Regions from separate parts of the Mus musculus genome. Here region 1 is linked to region 2. The links are chromatin contacts, called in public targeted proximity ligation maps. All regions are on one chromosome and are shown on one strand. The core of a region is the stretch at or near the end of the contact, and the rest is flanking DNA. Distances in the headings are between cores, read along the strand shown. Region 1 overlaps Spindoc (spindlin interactor and repressor of chromatin binding). Region 2 holds the start of Macrod1 (mono-ADP ribosylhydrolase 1).

Evidence for each region.
Region 1: a contact with region 2 is called in a targeted proximity ligation map of embryonic stem cells, with 15 read pairs. A contact is called at or near these places in 8 of 39 promoter capture datasets (the SN4741 cell line, cranial neural crest, embryonic stem cells and 3 more), 20 of 484 Hi-C or Micro-C datasets (the 63-12 cell line, B cells, the G1E-ER4 cell line and 12 more), 18 of 130 datasets of targeted methods (the NIH/3T3 cell line, craniofacial prominence, embryonic basal ganglia and 9 more) and 3 of 9 other capture datasets (embryonic stem cells, liver and pancreatic islet).

The regions. Positions count from the first base shown.
Region 1 is chr19:7,364,267-7,371,158 of GRCm38.p6, forward strand. All of the region lies in intron 5 of Spindoc (spindlin interactor and repressor of chromatin binding), which reads right to left. Among named protein-coding and RNA genes, the nearest start is that of 1700105P06Rik, 15 kb to the right of the region's middle.
Region 2 is chr19:7,052,247-7,059,362 of GRCm38.p6, forward strand. It overlaps Macrod1 (mono-ADP ribosylhydrolase 1), which reads left to right and starts at 4,522. Exons shown (of 11, transcript NM_134147.4): 1 at 4,522-4,936. The coding sequence starts at 4,645.

The DNA of each region.
Region 1 (6,892 bases), core at 4,110-6,609, 310 kb after region 2:
TGGTTCTGTAGAAGAGCAATGGGTGAATAGAGGTAGCATGGCATGGTGTGTGAGACTGTAGGTAAGAGGAAACTTTCAGAGTTGGTGTTCTTTTTTGTTTGTTTGTTTGTTTCTGAAACAGGGTTTCTATGTATAGCCCGGGCTGTCCTGGAACTCACTCTGTAGACCAGGCTGGCCTCGAACTCAGAAATTCACCTGCCTCTGCCTCCCAAGTGCTGGGATTAAAGGCGTGTGCCACCACGCCCGGCTTTTTTTTTTTTTTTTTTTTTTGGTTTTTGAAGACAGGATTTCTCTGTGCAACTCTGCTTGTTCTGGAACTCTCTCTGTAGACCAGGTGGGCCTCCAACTCACAAAGATCCACCTTCCTCTGCCTCCCAAGTGCTGGGATTAAAGTTGTACACCACCACATCCAACTTGGTGTTCTAATGAGAACCAGGCATCAAACTGACTTCTGGTTTGTACAGCAAGTATTTTACCCTCAAGCCAAGTCTCCAGCCCTGGCCCTTCTTTTGAGGTATGGTCTAGCTGGCATCAGGTATCTGAGCTCATAGGCAGAGGCTAGGACGACAGGCGCACACCATTACAATGCCTGGTTCAGTTTTTCTTTCTGTAAAACAAAACCATAAGGGTTCCTGTGCACTACTTTCATGATCAAGACATTACCATAGCCGGGCGGTGGTGGTGGCAGCGCACGCCTTTGATCCCAGCGCTGAGGAGGCAGAGGCAGGCGGATTTCTGAGTTCAAGGCCAGCCTGATCTACAGAGTGAGTTCCACGACAGGCAGGGACATACAGAGAAACCCTGTCTGGAAAAACCAAAAACGAAAAAACAAAAACAAAAAAAGAAACAGACACTACCATAAGCTCAGAACCTAGTTAAGGGTCCAGAAGCTGGGGACTCCAGAGGGGACAAAGGAATCGATGGATGGAATAAAAGGGCAAGAGAGCAAAGCCTGATGTGACAGAGACTAGAACCCTAAAGCCAGAGAAAGCAAGCTGGGAGCCACTTAAGTGCTGAGCTGAGTTTAATCCTCTGACCTCCCTCGTATGCCATAGCACATGCCCTCCCATAAGCTTGAGAAATAAGGAGAGAGATGGGAGAACTGATTACTAGTCTTTGGGACAAACTGGTCCATTTTACTCTTGGGCCCTAGAAGAGGTCTCTTCCTGAGTGGTCTGCTCCACCTCTCACTTCCCAGCCACCAATCCTCCTGCAGAGGCTGGACTAAGCCCATTTCTTTTGGTTCTCACTAAGGACAAACCTACACAGGGATCTTGGAAATGTTACACCACTCAAATGACAAATAAGAACAGAAAGCACTTCCGAGCGCAAGAGCTGTCTTTATGTCAGGTACTGTTGGTTACAGACATTTGATCACATTGTGAATCCTGAGATTGGGTTATTTATTGAAAAAACTTGTTTCTAGTTGTGCTCATCCCTAGCACACACCTTTATTTAATCCAAGAGCTTTGTTTGTTGTAAACAGGATTAAATAAAGTCAACCATAAGCCAAAAGGCAAGGCAAGCAACCTGTTGAGAGGGAATGAACATAGGGGGAAAATAAAAGAGTAAGAGGAAGTCAGGAGGATAGACAGAGAGAGGCACAGGAAGTAGAAGGGAGGGACATTCAAGTGTGTGTGTGTGTTGGCGGGGGTGGGGGTGGGGGTGGGTGGGTGTTGAGACAACAGAGAACTTTCCTTTTGGGATGCTGGCTATAAAGGAAGGTCAGCTGGGTGCTTTCTCTGCCTCTCTGATTCAGCAGGCTCTCACCCCAGTATCTGGTTCCCAAGTCTGAATTGGTAAAAATCGAATGATTTGAGATTTTGTTATAAACAACATTTGGCAATCCAACACTAACTGAGAAATTACACCAGTTGCAGACAAACTAAGAAGCCATCAGATTTTCGAAGTCTGGATATTTCAAAGTTAAGGATAGGAAAAAAACATAATATAAGGCACTAGGATCCTGTATAGTGTTACTTTAAACAGCTTGAAAACAGAAGTCAAAATGAAAAACTAAATGACTTAACTGAAATTGGCTCAATTATCATCTTAGCATTTCATATTTTATCCTTAATAGCCATAGTGGCTTTCTGTACCCTCCCAAAGAAAAAACTATATACATACAGGAAAAAAAATATGAAAAGTAGATTGATAAGATACAAGTCTTAGACTTATTTATAGCAGAGACCAAGGCTAAACATACAAACAAATGGCATGAAGTTAAAGGTTTGGTAGTCATAGGAACAGATGTAACAATAACTTCACCACACGTTGGTACCCAGATTGGCCTCTTCAGGAGGTAAATATCCAGCTTCTAGGGACTGGAAGTTCATCTCAGGTGAAGCACAGCGCAGGATGGGTCAAGTACCCAGGGCAGAAGAACAAACAGGAAACTTAAAGCCATATACGGCGAAGAATTGCTATGAATTTATGGGGACGTGATTTGTTGCAGCAATGAAAACCACTGATTAAAATTCCTCCAATTTTAGAAACAAACCATAAAATAAAGAATGCTTCTGGGAAAAATATTTAAAGGTATTATCAAGAATAGTCACAGATTGTCCAAATTGTTGATAAGCAAAACACAACAGCTACAGATAGAGACTGGAGAGTAGAAAAAACCTGAAACAAACTGGGTTGTATATTTTAAAGACATGTTGACCCCAGAATAGAACCAAGAATATATATTAAATTGGGAAGAGGTTTTTGTCTCTGTTTCCACAGGAGAAAAAAAACTGTGGAGATCATCAAAACTGATAATGATTAAACTGACAATGACTAGGTTCAATCAGGAGAGATCTCCTGAACGAGGAGAGGTCATACTTCAATAGGCAGCTTGGTCACTGAGTCCAGACTAACTTACAAAGACTAACAAATGCCTTTCATTTGATCAGGAATTAACAATAAAAAACATTTTTGAATGATTTTCCAAAGGCATATTTGCTTTACTGGTGTGATATAAAAAGTATATAAAACATGTGTTTTAATTTCATGTTCGAACGTTAAGACTGTAGATACATTATCTTGGACATTAACTCTTGAGTTTTCTTTTTAAATAAAAAGGATCTTTTTATTGTTTGGTATTAAAAACACAGTAAAGGGCTTTAAAATGTTTTAGGTAAATTCAAAGGGTTTCACTATAGTTCACATTTGTTTTTTTTTTTTTTTTTTTTTGTTTTTTTCGAGACAGGGTTTCTCTGTGTAGCCCTGGCTGTCCTCAATTAAAGGTGTGCACCACCATGCCCGGCCACATTTGTTTTCTAAATCTCTAAGTGATTTGGAGCTAGGATAAAATATTTCAGTGAGGCTGTGGTAGCCCATGCCTACAAAGCCAGCAGAGCGGTGGATCTCAAGAAATTAGTTATTTTCTACATTCTAAGAGTTATAGTGAGGAGGATGACAGCACACGCCTTTAATCCTGCCACCCAGGGACAAAGCTCAGCTTCAGCTCCTAATTGGTAATTTGCACAGTAGAGAAATCATATACCATATTTATACATTATTATAAAAACCCCTCTATAGGGTTACCAGAAAGGCAGCTAATTTCCAATGGGGGCAGGAACTAAAGAGCGCTTCTGTGACTGTTGCTAAGCTCATCTCCCCGCAGGCAACCCTGACCAATATTGAAGCTGATGCTACCCTAATTATGGATATCATATTTATCAGTGATTTAGCAACCAGGGCTCTTCATAAAGGAAAAAAAAAAAAGTCCACCAATATTTGCCCATTGGCAAATGCTTTCCATATATGGAGAATAAATATATAACCCCCACTCCTACACTGTTCACTGCTCCTCCAAAACAGGTTATCTGCCAAACTGTGGGGACCTAAAGAATGGTCACAATCATCACCAACCACCGATGGAACGAAGACCAATGGCAAGAGACAGCTTATAGACGAGGGGATGGACCGGCCAACACGGAGAAAGGAGCCACAAAATCAGTGCAGCGTTACTGGCTGTGAGACAAACAACTAGGAAAGCAAGAGGAAAATATCTACTCGATTCATGGTGTGTGTGCGATGCTCTAGCTATATGGTCATCAAAATGGAAAACCACTAACTGGAAGATAAATGGCAAAGACATCTGGTCATGGGAGGCATGACCAGAACTGGCAAAAGCCTAGCAAAACTTAGCAAAGACATCAAATTTTATTTAGCTCATGTAGGCAAGACCAATAAAACCTCTGAAAACAATGAAATAGTGAACAAATTCAGAATAAGTCAGTAAGAACAATAGATTAAGCATTCGAAAAACTTGAAAACCCTTAACACTAAAAAATGGAGAACCAAATTACACCAGAGACTACTGCAAGGAACCCACAGCCAGGCAGTGACTCATCATCTTTTCTTCTTTTTTAAGATTTATTTAGTTATTTTATGCATGTAAGTACACTGTTCCTGTCTTCAGACACACCAGAAGAAGGCATCAGATCCCATTATGGATGGGTGTGAGCCACCATGTGGTTGCTGGGAATTGAACTCAGGACTTCTAGAAGATCAGTCAGTGCTCTTAACCACTGAGCCATCTCTCAAGCCCAGTGACTCAAATCTTTAATTGCAGCACTCAGGAGGCACACACCTTTAATCCCAACACTTGGAAGGCAGGCACATAAGGATCACAATGATTTAAATTAAAAATCCACTTGTAAAAGGCAGCTTGAGAGCTGGGCGTGGTGGTGCACACCTTTAATCCCAGCACTCAGGAGGCAGAGGCAGGTGGATTTCTGAGTTCCAGGCCAGCCTGGTCTACAGAGTGAGCTCCAGGACAGCCAGGGTTACATAGAGAAACCCTGTCTCGAAAACAAAACAAAAAACTTAAAGCTGGCTGTGGATTTGAAGCACGGCTCTCTCCTTTAAACCCAGGAATGCTTGTTAAAGGAAAATCTAAAATCTCTGTCCCATATCAGAAGAACCACCTGATACGAGACAGAGGAAAACAAAAAAATAAAGGCCACTAATCTCATAACCTTTGTTTGACTTTTAACTTTTCTGGCCAGGCAGTGGTGGCACACACCTTTAATCCCAGCACTTGGGAGGCAGAGGCAGGCGGATTTCTGAGTTCCAGGCCAGCCTGGTCTACAGAGTGAGTTCCAGGATAGCCAGGGCTACACAGAGAAACCCTGTCTCGGAAAACAAAAAAGCAAGCTTTTCTGAAGGTATAAATATTATCTCAAAACCTGTAAGATTATTATGTAGTAGTTATACAGAACACTAATTCTGGAAATAAGTTTTGTAGCCTCCCTCAGCCTTGAAGCAGGCTGATCCAGACTTTGACCTTGCTGCCACTAAGGAGGAGATTACCTAGGGTCTACGCCTTCTGACCTGGATGGCTCTATTTGCTCTTCTCCAAGACTCTGCTTCCTGCAGAAAGGTCCGTGAGATGTTCCAGAGACACACCCTGTAGATCGCCTATGGGCTGGCTCCAGGCACCAAGAATGGGCTGGTGGGGGATGGGCCTACCCTCTTTATAAATACAGATTCAGTAAACTTCGAAGGCTTTGAACAGAAAGGTTTGTCTTGGCCTCATTCTTTTCTCACTGTCTGATCTCTTTCAGCCCCAGCCTGCCTTTCAGGGGAACCCAGTTCAAGTGGTTGCAGGCCGCTACAAATTTGATCTAGCTTCCTTTGTGTGCTTGCAGGTTGGAGTCTGAAACAGGTTAACTAGAAACAAAGTTTGTGTACTTAATAGATTGTGATGCGCAAGACATTCAAACTACTGAGTTCATAGGACACTGACATGAAGTTTTACATAATTTTTTAATACAAAATACTTAATCTTAAGACTCCCAAAAATAGCTGGGCGTGGTGGCGCACGCCTTTAATCCCAGCACTCGGGAGGCAGAGGCAGGCCGATTTCTGAGTTCCAGGCCAGCCTGGTCTACAGAGTGAGTTCCAGGACAGCCAGAGCTATACAGAGAAACTCTGTTTCGAAAAAACCAAAAAAAAAAAAAAAATAAAATAAAATAAAAAAGACTCCCAAATATAATCAAACTGAACTTTGTGAAATGCCTGGCAGAACTAGCTTCAGTACTATAAATAGTGTTACTGTGATAAAGTTAAATTCTTTCCTTTTTATTAGACAAAAAAGGGGGAAATGTTTCAGAATTATGCTCTGAACCCTGAGACTATTTACAGAAAACAAAACAAAACAAAACAAAACAACTGTCTAATTGTGGTGTGGCTTAGCCTTAGCACAAACCTATAATCCAAAAGCTTTCTGTTTATTGTAAACAAGATTAAATAAAGTTAACCATAGGTCAAGAGGTGAAGCAAGCAACCAAGTGATGTGACAGGGAGCGAAGCTAGGAAACTACCACAGAATAAGAAGTCAGGAGGATGGACCCAGGCACACAGGAAGGAGAAGGGAGGGACACTCACTTGGGGGAGGGGTTGCAACAGTGTGGAGATGGAGAGCTTTCCTTTTGGGATGTATATTCTCTCTCTCTCTCTCTCTCTCTCTCTGATCTCATCTAGCAGGCTTTCACTCCCAAGTCTGAATTGGTAAAATCAAACAATTTGTTAAAAACAACATACTGGGGACTGGAGAGATGGCTCACTGGTTAAGAGCACTGACTGTTCTTCCAGAGGTCCTGAGTTCAATTCCCAGCAACCACATGGTGGCTCACAACCATCTGCAATGGGATCCGATGCCCTCTCTTCTGGTGTGTCTGAAGAGAGTAACAGTGTATTCCCATATATAAAATAAATAAATCTTAAAACAAACAAAGAAACAGAAAACCCACCCACCATACTATTCTAGGTGCTGAGGACATAAAAGTGAGCCAAACCAAAGAACCTTCTGAGGCTCACGTTTGCAGGTGCAGCACCGCACTTCCTCTCACTGCCTTCCTGCTCAGTTCAGCTTGGAGATACCTTGCCTGTGGCTGTG
Region 2 (7,116 bases), core at 3,272-5,771:
CTTGATAAGTTAGTTCTCCTCTGGTGAAATGAGTCAATTCAAGCCAAACTAGAGTATACATAAAGGCAGGTTCACTGTGAAACCGTTCACTGGTCCTGAGGAGCAAGGTCAGGGAAGTGGCCATGGGAAGAAGACAGAGGGGAGGGGGAAGAGAAAGAGAAAAAATATACAGAGAGAGAGAGAGAGAGAGAGAGAGAGAGAGAGAGAGAGAGAGAGAGAGAGAGAGAGGAGGAAGAAGAGGAGGGGGAGGGGAGAGGCAAAAATGAAATGTCTGGATTATATAGGAAAGAGCAAGAACATCTGGGGAGGAAAGCCCAGCCACTGGGCTGAACAGTTCAGGGTAGAAGGGCAAGCTATGCATGGTAGGGACTGAGGCATGCTGGAAGAACCTGGAGGTTAGCTCTACCTTGGTATGTTAAATATGCATCTCAGCTGCCTGTCCTGGGTCTGAATCTCAACACGACTGTTCTTCTAAAGGAATTTAGCAATAACACGACTCCTCACAACATTCTGCTATACTAATAGGTGGGTATTTGGCTCAGCCATCATCAGAGAAACTTCCTCCTGTAGTAGATGGGATCAAAACCAGAGACCCACAGCTGGACAATATGCAATGAGTAAGAGACCATGGAACACTCAGTCCTAAGTGGGGTGTCTCCATCAAATCCCTCCCTCAGGGATCAGGGAACCTTGTGAAAGAGGAGGCAGAAAGAGTGTACGACTCAGAGTAGATGGGGACACCAAGGAAATCAGGCCTTCTGAACACAGCAGTACAGGCACACATGAGCTCACAGAGCATGGAGAGCTTTGGGGGCCGCTTCTAGAAACTTGACATGAATTTGACTTTGGGCTAGGACAGGGAAGTAGACTCAGTTAATCTTGATCATTCTGATAAGCCACTAGAAACAGTGATCACAGGACTTTGTTCATTGCCTTGACTTTTTGCTTATTGCCTTGTTCCGTGACCTAGAACTGACCTCATTTTTTTGAGTGCACTTAGATGGTATAAAAGCAGACTGGAGAAAAATAAACACGTTTTAGCCTCAGCTGAAATCATGTTATAGTGTTGTCTAATTGTCTTTTTCTTTTCTTTTCTTTTCAATATTTATTTACTATTTATTTTTATATGAGTACACTGTAGCTGTTTTCAGACACACCAGAAGAGGGCATCAGATCTCATTACGGATGGTTGTGAGCCACCACATGGTTGCTGGGACTTGAACTCAGGACCTCTGGGAAGAGCAGTCAGTGCTCTTAACCACTGAGCCATCTCTCCGGCCCAGCCTTTTTCTTTTCAATACTCCCTCCCTCCCTTGAGACCTGGTTGACTGAGCTGGCATGGTCAACAGAGGCTGTAGTATGCCCAGGGCCTGCATGACTCTGCGCCAGATGGAATCCCAGCACTGAGGGGAAATGGATGCAAGTCCCCAACCCCCAACCTAGATGCTATCTCCAGCACACAACTACTTGTAAAGGAAAGATTCATTTTCTCCAATGGAGTCTCGTTACAAGCCACTGGTAGGGCTCCACAATAGACTGTCACAAACTCAGTGGCACTTTTGGATGTCTTTTGTCCCATAATGCTTTGTCTCAGCATTAACTTTCTCTTTCTTCCTTACAGACCCCCCTCAGGGGTTTTATGGGATCTCTGTGTGCGCGAATGTGTGCATCTCTGCATCTATACGTGCTTCTTGTGTGTTTTCTTTGGCTCTTTTTCTCCTGGTCATTTGTTTGCTTGTCTCTAGTCTAGTTTGTTTGGTTTTATTTTATTACTTTTTTAGATGCCTGATTGTATTCTAATGAGAGAGAGAGAGAGAGAACGGGTGTGGGTATGGATGTGTGGATGTGTGGAGAGTCAGGGAGGATCTGGGAGGAGTTGGAGAAAGGGAAATGTAGTAAGAGTATATTGTATGAGCTGGGCGTGGTGGCGCATGCCTTTAGTCCCAGCACTCCGGAGGCAGAGGCAGGCAGATTTCTGAGTTCGAGGCCAGCCTGGTCTACAGAGTGAGTTCCAGGACAGCCAGGGTTACACAGAGAAACCCTGTCTCAAAAAAACAAAACAAAAAGAATATATTGTATGAAAAATATCTTGTTGTTGTTGTTGTTTTTCAAGACAGGGTTATCTGTGTAGCCCTGGCTGTCCTGGACTCATGGACTTGCTCTGTAGATCAAGCTGGAACTGGTCTCCCTGCCTCTGCCTTCAGAGTGCTGGGATTAAAAGATGTGCCACCACATCCAACTAAAAAACAAAATCTATTTTCGCTTAAGGAAAAAAAAAAGTGAGGCTGTAACTAAGGTGCACTGGGTGGCGGGGCTTCTACTTATCCAGAGCTCCAGGAGCTAAACTCAAGGACATAAAGTTCAGGCACTAAGGAGAAGGCAGCCTTCTCAGGACCCAAGATGACTTTTCGGTGGAACCTTGCCTTTTCCTAGAGTCCCCTACTAAGTCGTTGGCTGGAAGGATGGAGGGCAAAGTGAAAACCCTTCAAGCCATCCACATCCTAAACTCTGGAACCTGTGAAGATGGCCTCTGGCAAAGGGAAACGGCGGCTATAAACCAGCTGATTGTGGGCAAGTACTGACTGTCTCCTGGATGCTGACGGGGCCCGGCGTAACCACAGCCTGGGAAATGGTAGATGGAGAACCAGAGAGCATGGTCCACACCACATGAAAGACAGGAGCAGCCTGGGCTCACTGCCAGGCTGCTGGAGGATCTACAGGAAGGGCCCGTGACCTCTGGAAAATCCTGGGACAAGCTCCCTTAGAGCTTCCAGGAAGGGATGAAGCCAGAGGCATGCAATTCTGGTGACTCACGTCAGATTCTTGTCTCAGAAATAAGCTGAGAAATCTGCATTGTTTACGTTGCCAGGTTGGTGGTGAGGTTTCAATAGGAGGGTCGTTCGCTTTGCTCTCTCTCCTTTTTGTTTTGTTTCCCAGGAACTAAATCTTTATTTGTAAAGTTTAGGGAGCAAGGCCTGGAGAGATGGCTCAGATATTAAGGTTCACAGTAACAATTTCTAAAATTTTTTTTAATGTGTTTGGGTGTTTTCCAGCCTGTGTGGCTGTGCACTACTCCATGCAAGGCCAGAAGAGGGCGTGGCATCCCTTGGAACTGGAGTTACAGAAGATTTTTGAGCCACCATGTGAGGGCTGGAAATAGAATTCTGGTCCTCTGGAACAGCAGTCAGGGATCTTAACTGCTGAGTCATCTCTCCAGCCCCGGGATTTAAATCCCTCCCCCACCCCCGCTTTCTTTTTAAATAAAAATGTAGAGTCTCACTGGGTAGCTCTGACAACCAGCTCTCAGGTAGGCCAGGCTGGTGTGGAACTGAATATGAAGTAGTGGCTAACCGGGAACAGGTTACAGGCATATGTCATTATGGAATATGAGGAAAAAAAAAATTAGCCGGGCAGTGGTGGCGCACGCCTTTAATCCCAGCACTTGGGAGGCAGAGGCAAGCAGATTTCTGAGTTTGAGGCCAGCCTGGTCTGCAGAGTGAGTTCCAGGACAGCCAGGGCTACAAAGAGAAACTCTGTCTCGAGAAGAAAAAAAAAAAACAACAACAACAACAACAACAACAACAAAAGAAAAGGAGAAAAATAAAGAAGAAAAAAATTATCCTTCTTAGGTCACTACTCTAGTGTTTCTATACACCCACATTTATAGATCCATATTCTCTCTCCTTTTCTCCTTTTTTTTTTTGGTTTTTGGTTTTTGAAGACAGGGTTTCTCTGTGTAGCTCTGGCTGTCTGGAACTCTCTGTAGACCAGGCTAGCCTCGAACTCAGAAATCAGCTTGCCTCTGCCTCCCAAGTGCTGGGATTAAAGGCATACGCCACCACTGCCCGGCTCTTTTTTATATTGATTGTTAGACTGACCTATTGACTGAGACAGGGTCTTGCTATGTGGCTGCCTTGTAAGTCAGGCTGATCCTAAACTTTCCTAAGATCCTCCGCCCTCACCCTCTGGAATGCTGGATTGTAAGTATGCCTTACCATGCCTATTTGACACCTAGGTTTCTTCCTGTCAAATCTCACTAATGTCTTGTGAGCTGCTGTGGAATTCAGTCGGCGCTGCTTGGCTCTTGGAGCTTAAGGGAGGTCGAGCTCTTCAGAAAAGTTGCCCCACCCTAACACATAGGTCCGCGGCACCTATCACCCCCGCCCCACCTTGGCAGGCTGGAACGTGCAGCTGCTGTGGATCAGAAGCAGAGCTGGGTGATGCGGAGGCACCAACACAAGTCCAGGTCTCTCTATGCCTACAAAACACGCGATAGGACCGAGTTTACTTATGAGCCACGGCAACTAGGCGGAAAGAACTAGAAGCCGACTTGGCGGGAAAACCCACGCACGGAGTGCCTTGTCGAATCACCGAGCTTCGGAAGGTTGGCTGCAGCCACACTCGGGAGGACACAGACAGGCTGGGTGCGCACGTGTGTGCTACCAGTGCGTGAGCGCAGTGGGCCGGGACGGAACTACAAGTTCCAGGGTGCCCAGCGGCGCGCCGCCCGCGGTCTCTAAGCAGGTCGCCACGGGCTGGCACGCGCCACTCTCGTCCCAGAGTAAATAAGGGACCGAGCGCGACTCTCCGGAGCACCGTAAATAGAGTCCGAGTGGGCGGGGAGCCGCCCGGCACCGCCTGCTCATGTCGCTGCAGAGCCAAGTGTCCGGCCGCCTGGCACAGCTGCGCGCGGCGGGGCAGCTGCTGGTCTCCCTGCGCCCCTGGCCCGGCCGCTCGGCGGGTGGCCCGCGGCCCCGTGGCAGTGCGTGCGGTCCCCTGGTGGCACTGGGCGAGCACGGCTACTGCGCGTGGCTCTCGGCGGGAGTTGGGGCGTGGGGGGCGGCGGGGCGTGGAGCCTGGGTGCGCACCTGGGCCCCCCTGGCCATGGCCGCGAAGGTGGACCTGAGCACCTCCACCGACTGGAAGGAGGCCAAATGTAAGTGTGAGCGCAGGGCGTGGGTCTCCCCGGCCGAAAGGCACTCCACGAGCAACTGAGACACTCGGGAACCCCTTTAGCCCACATCCATACCCAGCTCCTACACCAGGTTACCCCTTGACTAAACGAGTGGGGAAGGCGGCCTTACCTCAGCAATGGTCCCAGGTAGTCCACACCCCCCACACCCCCAGATCCTCTGGGATCTGCCACCTTCCTCCATGCATGCACAGGAGGGAAACTGAGGCTTAGGGCCAGAGTTCACTTCCCCAAGGTCAGGCTGGGAGTGTGCAAAGGCAAAGTGTAGAAGCTTGGCCTATCAGGTAGGGTCAGGTAGCCCCAAGAATGGCAGCTCGGGGGCCTCTCTGGGAGTATGGTAGGTGCCCGTTTTGCCCTCCTGCTGGCTTCTGGCCCCTTGCCAGCACTTTGCTCCTTCTTGAGGGACTGGGATCATAGAACTTGGAGAGCAGGCTGACATCGGGCGTGGGCTTGTGAGAATCACTGACTCCCTCAAGAATGAAAGTATTTCTCCTCCTGGACGGGCATGCCAGGAAGGGGCCACGGGTCCCGGACGACCTAGTCGCTAACTGGAATGCAAAGTGCAGAGCCCCAAATAGCCCTGAGTGGCAGTCCAGCTGCCCCTGCCTTTCAGCGCCAGTGCTTCCCTTATTATTCCGGGCCGATCCTCCTCCCAATGAGCGGCTAAGGCCATTGGCTGGGCTGCTAGTGGGCGTGACCATGGGGGCTGGGTCAAGCGGGGTTGAAGGTAACCTCAGATTGGTTCCTTTTTAGAAAAGAGAGCTCTCCCTTGTTGCAAGTCTGCCCAGGATCCTAAAGCACTTGACAGTCTTCTTTGGGAGCAATCAGAACTTGCCACTCCCTCAACCTTGGCCGGGAGTTGCGGGGCTCGTCCAGAATTCCAGCAGAGGGAGTTAGTGTTCTTCCTTAGAGTCCTGCTTACCCATGGAGAGCAGCAACCCAGGGAGAGGAGGAGAGTTGGGGCAGTACCACACGTAGTGTACCGTCTGCGTCTATTTCTACATTCCAGCCCTTCTCCCCGTAGCTCCCTTTTCCTTGGTGACCCTGAAAACCAGCCTAACCTGGGAAAGCTGATGGGACCTGAGGTTCCTCAGCTGCTGGACAGACGCTATTTTCTTCCTTTCTGTGCCAAGCGGGGAGTCAGGGGCGCTGGTCCTTGAGCCTCTGGAGAGTCTGATCTCCGCTTGCCATTTCCGCCGGGCTTAATGGGATTAGAGATGCCAGTGTGCTGCGGCTAGCTTTTAGGCCTTTGCATGGGTTCTGGGGATCAAATTCCGTTTACCCACCCACTAACCCGTCTATCTCCTTGGCCCTCATTCAGTAAACTTTTACCTCACGCCCTATTGGTACCAGCGCTGTAGGATTCAACAGTGAGTGGCCAGGCAAGAGTCTGTCTAGTGGAGAAACACTATGGCGACATAGTCCTCTGTGCACTATGAAGAGCTGGGAAGGTCAGGTGGCCCATTAGGGACCTGAAGTAAAGCAACCAGCTGGGGAAGGGCATTCCAGGTTCTGGAGATAGGGCTAGATTTGGAGGAGGTGGTCCCATTGTGACCAAACGCAGTCCCAAAGGCAGTGGTGACAGGGGCTGAGTGGTGAGACAAGGCAGGCCTTTCGGGTTTCAGTTACCTAGTGTGTGGAAGTGGGCACTCCAAGCCTCCGTGACCTGGGGCAGAAGGCTCTGGGCATGGAAATGTGGGGTGGTCTGGTCTAAATTTTCCTTTTATTTGTTTGTTTGTTTGTTTATTTGAGAGAGAGTCTCTATATAGTCCTGGATGTCCTGGACCTTGTTATGTAGAGCAGACCAGGCTGACCTCAAACTCAGAGATCTCCTCAGAGAGTTTGTTTTTTGGAGAGAGAGAGAGAGAGAGAGAGAGAGAGAGAGAGAGAAGGGTTGGTACCACAAGCTTAAAATCCCCGCACTCGCTTGGGAGAGGCAGGCAGATCTCTGTAAACTCCAGGTTGTTCTGGTCTACAAAGTGAGTTCTAGGCCAGCCAGGGCTACACAGTGAGACCCTGTATCTAAAAACCAAACAATAATCAAAGTTCTCCTCTATAGCCCAGGCTGGCCTGGAGCTCACTCTGTCATCCACACGGATGCATTATGACAGTTTATGCTCCTTTTCCTCTGCTGCGAAGGGTTC